Regions from separate parts of the Mus musculus genome. Here region 2 is linked to region 1. Evidence: chromatin contacts called from public Hi-C data. All regions are on one chromosome and are shown on one strand. Each heading gives the region's core, a stretch centred on a gene start, on an enhancer-like site or on the middle of the called end of the contact. The rest is flanking DNA. Distances are from core to core; before and after follow the strand shown. Region 1 has its middle 100 kb from the start of Gm41333. Region 2 has its middle 10 kb from the start of Gm41333.

Region 1 (3,277 bases), core at 743-3,242:
ACCAGAAAATGACGTGGGAAGGTCTGATAGGCCTTTCGGGATGGAAAGAGAGGAGATCCTTGTTTACCCAGAAGTACAGTGACACAGCAAAAGAAGACAGGTCTCTCCCCCTGCAGCTATCTGCAGGCCAGTACTACTCCGGATGGAAGCTGTTTCTGTTGTGCTTTGGAGTAAGACGTGAGCAGTGAGTTAACAGTAGATTGCCCTTGGGCTTGCTCCTTCCATGACCTCAAACCAATCTGTGTTTGATTTGGATCCCTTCAAACACCTTGGAAGGAAAAGGCAAAATGGCAGGGCATTGTTATTTTACTCTTTGACAAGGATATCTAAACATGCTCTGGTAAAGGAGAAGGTTTTCAGCTTTTAGGAAAGTGGCATGTGACTGAAGAACAGAGGGAGTTAGCCTGCTGTCAGCGACAACTGCCCAAGTGGCCTCAGGAGGAAGAGATGGAGAAGCCTCTGCTGAGAGACACGCTCTTCCTTTACCAAGGGATAGAAATGGTAGAATAGGAACCTATACAAAATATCATTTCAAGGATCAAATGGAGTTTCTCTGATTGCAGCTGGAAACATCTACTTGCTAACGCTGGCGGGTGGGACTCCTGTTCCTACTAAACGCATCTAGTCAGACTAGCTTGCTTCATATTTGAATGCAGAGAGTTCAAGAGCAACCATCCAGGAACCAGCTCGAGTGGTCGAGGAGGTATGTGTCTCACTCAGCCCTGAGCTTGCTTCTTAGCTCTATTCTTCTTTTCAGTTATGTAATTTTGGCCAAATTACCAGATGTGGCTGAGCTCCTGTATCTCTGTACAACTGGATTAATAATTCCTGTCACAAGGAATTATTCTAAGTGCTAAAGAGACAGTGCATGCAAGAGGCTGGCGGTTGTATCTGAAACCTAGCATACATCAACAGAACTTAGTGTGTTATTGATGCTTGTTACCTGCACTGGCATGGCAGTGAGTTCTGCATGTATTTGGGATATTCCAAATTGAGCAGGAAAAAAAAGGTACGTCTGTTTTTAAAATAAGTTCCCATAAAAGTAAGATGAAGGCTATATAAATATTTCTTGAGTATTTATAAAATATTTTCTTATGGATGCATTATTTTAATTCATTAACATTTTAAGAATCACTGGACTAAATTATTGTTTTTTTTTTCCTTTTGTATTCATTTCTCCAGAGATTTCATCCAACCTCTGGAGAAAAGGGGAGAGACAAGAAAGCAGTGTTTTCACTTGATTGAGGCCAAGAACTGGGGGACTGGACAGAGCTAGGTTACAGCCCTGCCAAACGTTCCCTACCTACAGGCTTTGACCTATGTAATAGGAGATAAAACTTACAGTAATAACAATTATAACAATAACAGGTCTGTAGTGCTGAGCTCTCCACCTATTATTTCATGATTCATACAAACACCTTATGGGTGAGATGTCACAATCACGTGTAAGTCACGAGCAATATACCAGATGACATCAGCCACATACTAGGTTCATAGAAAAGGACCTCTGACAAGCAAGACTATCTTCTTACCCCTGCCTTGATTTTCTGAACATAGATGCAGATAGGTTCTGTCTATGTGGCTGCTGAGGAACTGGACTGAACTATTGAGTTAATCAGTTGGCTCTCAAGCCCATTTGTTTCCACAGGAGGCAATGGTAAAACTCATTGCAGTTCACAAACCCTCTGTCTTCTCAGCTCACAAGCATTGCCTCCTGGTTGGTTTGTGCTGGGGTAGAGTGAGTCAGCCAGTCACATGCCTGCTCTCAGGGCCACTGTCCAGGTGAGAGGCACAAATGCTGCTCACACTGCTCTTGACCAGCATATCAAGTGTTGCCCGGACCTGCAGGTCCTGCTTTTTCACTCCATGGATGGGCTGTGCTCTTTCACTTCGGAGAGAGCCAGCATTGTCAGCTCAACTGCTTCCTTGTGCTCAGTAGCTTGCTGAAGGGTGACTGGCTTGAGACCTTGTTAAAGCTACCCTGCCCCTGTTTTAAAGCATCACTGAGAGATGCTGGAGCTGAGTCACCGTCCACACAGACAGCTCATTGCCAAGATGTGCTGTGCTTTTCTGATGCAAGGAAGAGCAAGTTTCCATCCCTGCTGTAATGTCACCCCGCTGCACAGCTCAGGCCAATAAAGTTCAACAAACCAGTTTAGCCTGGGAGAGAAGGGGATGAAAGGCTAAAACACTCTTTGATGAAACCCGAGTCTTCCAGGTAAAGGGCAAGTAGCTGGCATGACGAGTGAGCAAAGACATCTTTTGGGAATCTCCCGTTCGTTCTGCCTTTCATCCTGACGCTCTTCTTCACTGGGTGATTTCACATGAAGCAAAAGTGTTGGCTCTCTACCCTTCTCCTTCCTGCCTGCCCCAGTAAATTGTGACCGATACTGTCTGAATCACTAGATTCTTTGGACACTCAATTATCTATGAGAAAACAATGTATCTCACTTCTGACTTACTGCAGATACGCTTAGCTCTTGCACCGAATGGTTTTAAAGGCCAGCAACACCTCCTCCCTAAACCCCTTCATTTAAATTATGTTTATTACTATGCTTGTTTACTCTCAGTCATCCCTCCTTGAGGAAGGGGATCTAAGCATGTGGGACCAGGCTTATTTTGCACTTTAGCTTGGTGGAGGATCTGCAGCAAATGAGCTAATCTATATTTACTGAATTATTAAACTGCTCCCCCACACACACTTTTCAATTGCTTTTCCTGTCCCCCAAATCAGTTTTGCTCCTGTCCCAACCACACAGCTCAATGTTGATAAACGAATAAGAGTTCAAATCAACTCATTATTTTCTGTCCTGAGCTTCCCTAGTCCTGTCTTTTCTTTGCGATGCATCCTCTTTGAGTGTAATTAGCATCAGGACTCTGTGCTGCTTGGAATCTTTCAGTCCTGTCACACAAGGTTTATCCCTGCCTGAAATGTCCTCTCTGCTATATTTTCTCTGGCAAACTTCTGTATGCTCATCTTATATAAGGAACCTTCTTGGAACACCCATCAGGCCCACTCCTCTAACTACAACTGACCCTTCTTTCCTTTGGATCCACAATGAAGTGCTTCAGTTCTGTTTTTTTCCCATTAATTTATCTGTTCACTGTACATCCCAATCCTAGCCTGTCCCCTGTTTCCTCCCAGTCCTGCTCTTAGAAATTTCTCTCCTCTTTACCCCCCCCCCCCCCTTCTTCTTAGAGAAGGGGAAGCCACCTTTGGGTACTTCCCTGCCCTGGGACATCCAGTCCCATGAGGAACTAAGCATATTCTCTCTCA
Region 2 (3,429 bases), core at 423-2,922, 89 kb after region 1:
CCCACTTGCACTATGAGTTTTTGGAAAGTAGTTGGGCAGCTAATTAGGTAAGGAATATGGCTTAAGTGTTCACTTCAACAGCACATATGCTAAAAAGTATGTATTGCAGATTGGAAATTAGGAATATTTGGTTCCTATTTCAGATCCAGTTGTGCAGTAGATCAAATATTCCTGAATGGAGTAGGAAAGTTACAAGCTATCAGCATGTGTTTTGTTATGTCAGATAACAGAATACTTTCAGACAAAATTTATTTATTTCCAGAGATTTGCAAAGGTTCTCAGAGCTAATTAGTGTTTCACAGCATTAACACAGGAAAAGAGTTTGTTGTTCCATAAGAAAAAGTTGTTCAAGTAAGCAAAACCTCCCAAAGCTATGGGTAGCTACTGCTGCAAATGTTTGCTTGAGTCCACAAAGAGTGTGTAAGACTTCCTGGCTTGCTAGTTAATATCTATGATCCTTACCCTCTCTGAAGACAAGTGTTCTCATGTATAAAATATAGAATATGATATCAGTCCTTCATACCCAAGTGAAAAAGTTAATAAATTATTTTAAAGTACAATGATCAAAGCATCTGTTACCATGTCAATGAAACGACAGCCTAATACATGGCATGAGGGCTGAGGCATTGCATGAAATATATAAAGAGCTGGGCTGAACCTTTCCAGATCCCCTACGTCAGAAACATAACTGTTCCTGGCTTTGTCTCCATTTCAGACCTTGTGAAGTGATACAATAACGGCTGTTTTGCTTCCATTCCATGGTCACATAAATGCTATTTTCTGCAGGGGCAGCACTATGCAAAAGTGAGAACTTTGAGAGGTTGTCTGAAATTAAGTGGGGGCTCTTCCCTGCCCAAGTGGAAGTCCCTTGAGAAGTAGTCAGAAAGTCTTCTTTTTGTCAACTTGCAAAATGATACCCATATGATCCTAGGACTCCTGATCTGTTTATGTATATGAATGAACAGATATTGATGGCAAAAATGAAGGGAGACTGGGAAGAAGTGCATTTTGGCAACTACTATCTGTCAGATTGCATCTCGTGATGACATTTATTTATCATGCCATGTTAGTTTATTTTCTCTATTGCTGTGGTAAAATTTAAAAAGCTACAAAAACGTAAGAGATAAAGAGCTCTGTTTCCAGATGATATGTTCCTTTATAGATTGGAATGCATAGAGGAAAGAGCCAAAGGGAGGGTGAGTTTTCACACTGCATGGACAGATAGTCAGAAGGGAAGCTGGGCTATAAAACCCCAAGGCCCACTTCCTCCTCCAGTGATGCCTCACCTGCCTGAGGCTTTATAACCTTCCCAAATAGCTGCAACCAAATTTTCAAACATGTGAGCCATAGGGAATGATACAAAGCCAAGACATTACTTTGCTTGCAAAACAAGTCAGAAAATGAAGGCTAAGAGGGCTTACGTATTCTAGGGAAAGAACATCATGGGTACGTAGGCTTACAGGATTCCCACTAGAACTTATGATTCTATGAAGCAACACCAAGGAGGCTTGCTTCATTTGCCAAGGAAGACTTTATGCTTTCTCTCCTTCATCACAAACTTAAGATATGAGTAACATTCCATTGTCCTTTCTTCTGGAACACACTCATCCTTGCCTGCATGCCATCTCACAACCATGGAGACCACTTCCATGGTTAACTGGAGAAGGGGAGAAAGTGTGTCTTCATCTGGATTCCTGTCTTATGTGTCCTTCACAACTATGGTCTGTGGTCTGCTTATGTAGTAATAAAATAACCTTAAACTGAATTCCATCCAACATTCTCAGCAATCTTGAGACCCAAACGTATCACCTGTGGTTTGGCTTAGGCATGGGTTGCTGTGGCAGCACCAGTCCTGACCATTTATCTTTCATTGCATTAAATGAATAATTCTTGTCCATGTTTCAGGAGCTTGGCTAGCCAGCTCTCTTAGGGTGGTGTGAAAGGGGAGATCTATTCTGTAAATAAAAAGTATAATTCTAAGAAAGAAGGACTTCTTTCAAGTTGCCTCGAAATTAAAGGGAGGGACATACAGCTGCAGAGAGGCTTTGAAGATCCAAATCTCAGTAAGAATCCAGTCCTAGTGGAATTCAGTGCTTGCTGATTTTCAAATGTTTCTTTCTTTCTTCTTCTTTGTTGGCAAACGGGCTGGAATTGATGACTAAGCAGTTCTTTTATCATCAAGGACTATTATTTTCTCACAATGACCTCAGAGTAGCCATGGCATTTATGACCTTATTCATACACGCTCTCTGCCCAGAAACATAGGGGAATGACTCTTTCCTTAAAATGAAGAGTATTACCGACTTCAGGGTATTCCAGTTCCTCAGATAGGTTAGACTTTTTTTTCTGTTAATGCCACATTTTAAATACATATTGGGTTTCCCTTACTCTCTGTCATTCCCTATCAAGTGGCTTGTCTCTTCATTGGCCTTCACAAGACTAGGAAAAGACAAAGCATGGCTTTCCAAGTGTTTCTGAAAGTTTTTCCCCTGAGCCTGCTAGAGAATAGAAAGGTCAGGCTGAAGTTCTGTCTGACTACCCTCAATGATAGTTGCTAGTTATTCAGGATTTGGTAGCTTTCTCAACAACTATTACTCTAGGTAGGAAAAGCACAGTTCAGACGTATGTCTCCTGAGGTCTTGATAAGCTTTTCTGTCTGTCACTTGTATATGACCTGTAGGTGGGTCACAGCGCATTTCCCTTTATCTGCATGTCCATTGCATGTTCAATGATTACTATCTACTTAAATTTAAAGTCTAATTAAATTTTGTCAAATTATTACTTCCTTTGTGTTCTCACACAATAATATTCCTTCCCCTTTAATCAAGATTTAAACCACAGATGCAGACACAATCATGCTAAAAATTAAATTTTCTCTTGATTTAGGTCTAACACACAAGTTCCATGTTCTAGAAGTATTTACAGATAACAGAGTTTTCAAGTCAATCCTTGTATATATGTGTGTGTGTGAAGATGAAGTTAAAACACTACCTATAAGAATATGAACTAAGTAAGGACTCAGATATAGCTGTCTCTTGTGAGACTATGCCGGGGCCTAGCAAACACAGAAGTGGATGCTCACAGTCAGCTATTGGATGGGTCACACGGCCCCCCAATGGAGGAGCTAGAGAAAGTACCCAAGGAGCTAAAGGGAACTGCAACCCTATAGGTGGAACAACAATATGAACTAACCAGTAACCCGGAGCTCTTGTCTCTAGCTGCATATGTATCAAAAGATGCCCTAGTCAGCCATCACTGCAAAGAGAGGCCCTTTGAACTTGCAAACTTTATATGCCCCAGTACAGGGGAACGCCAGGGCCAAAAAGGGGGAGTGGGTGGGTAGAGGAGCAGGGTGGGGGGAGGGTGTGGGGGACTTTTGGGATAGCATTGGAAATGTAAACAAGGAAAATACCTAAAAAAAAAAAAGAA

What was found. A called contact is a pair of places that touch in the nucleus more often than the background predicts.
Region 2: a contact with region 1 is called in a Hi-C map of embryonic fibroblasts, with 4 times the contacts expected there. The contact joins two enhancer-like sites. A contact is called at or near these places in 5 of 484 Hi-C or Micro-C datasets (adipose-derived mesenchymal stem cells, cumulus cells, embryonic fibroblasts and 2 more).

Annotation. Positions count from the first base shown.
Region 1 is chr15:62,567,534-62,570,810 of GRCm38.p6, forward strand. No RefSeq gene overlaps it. Among named protein-coding and RNA genes, the nearest start is that of Gm41333, 100 kb to the right of the region's middle. Within about 2 kb of position 1,993, at least 71 of the 459 cell types and tissues checked have an H3K27ac peak or open chromatin away from gene starts, as enhancers often do. A contact at or near this core is called in embryonic fibroblasts, where this site is marked.
Region 2 is chr15:62,657,144-62,660,572 of GRCm38.p6, forward strand. No RefSeq gene overlaps it. Among named protein-coding and RNA genes, the nearest start is that of Gm41333, 10 kb to the right of the region's middle. Within about 2 kb of position 1,673, at least 25 of the 459 cell types and tissues checked have an H3K27ac peak or open chromatin away from gene starts, as enhancers often do. A contact at or near this core is called in embryonic fibroblasts, where this site is marked.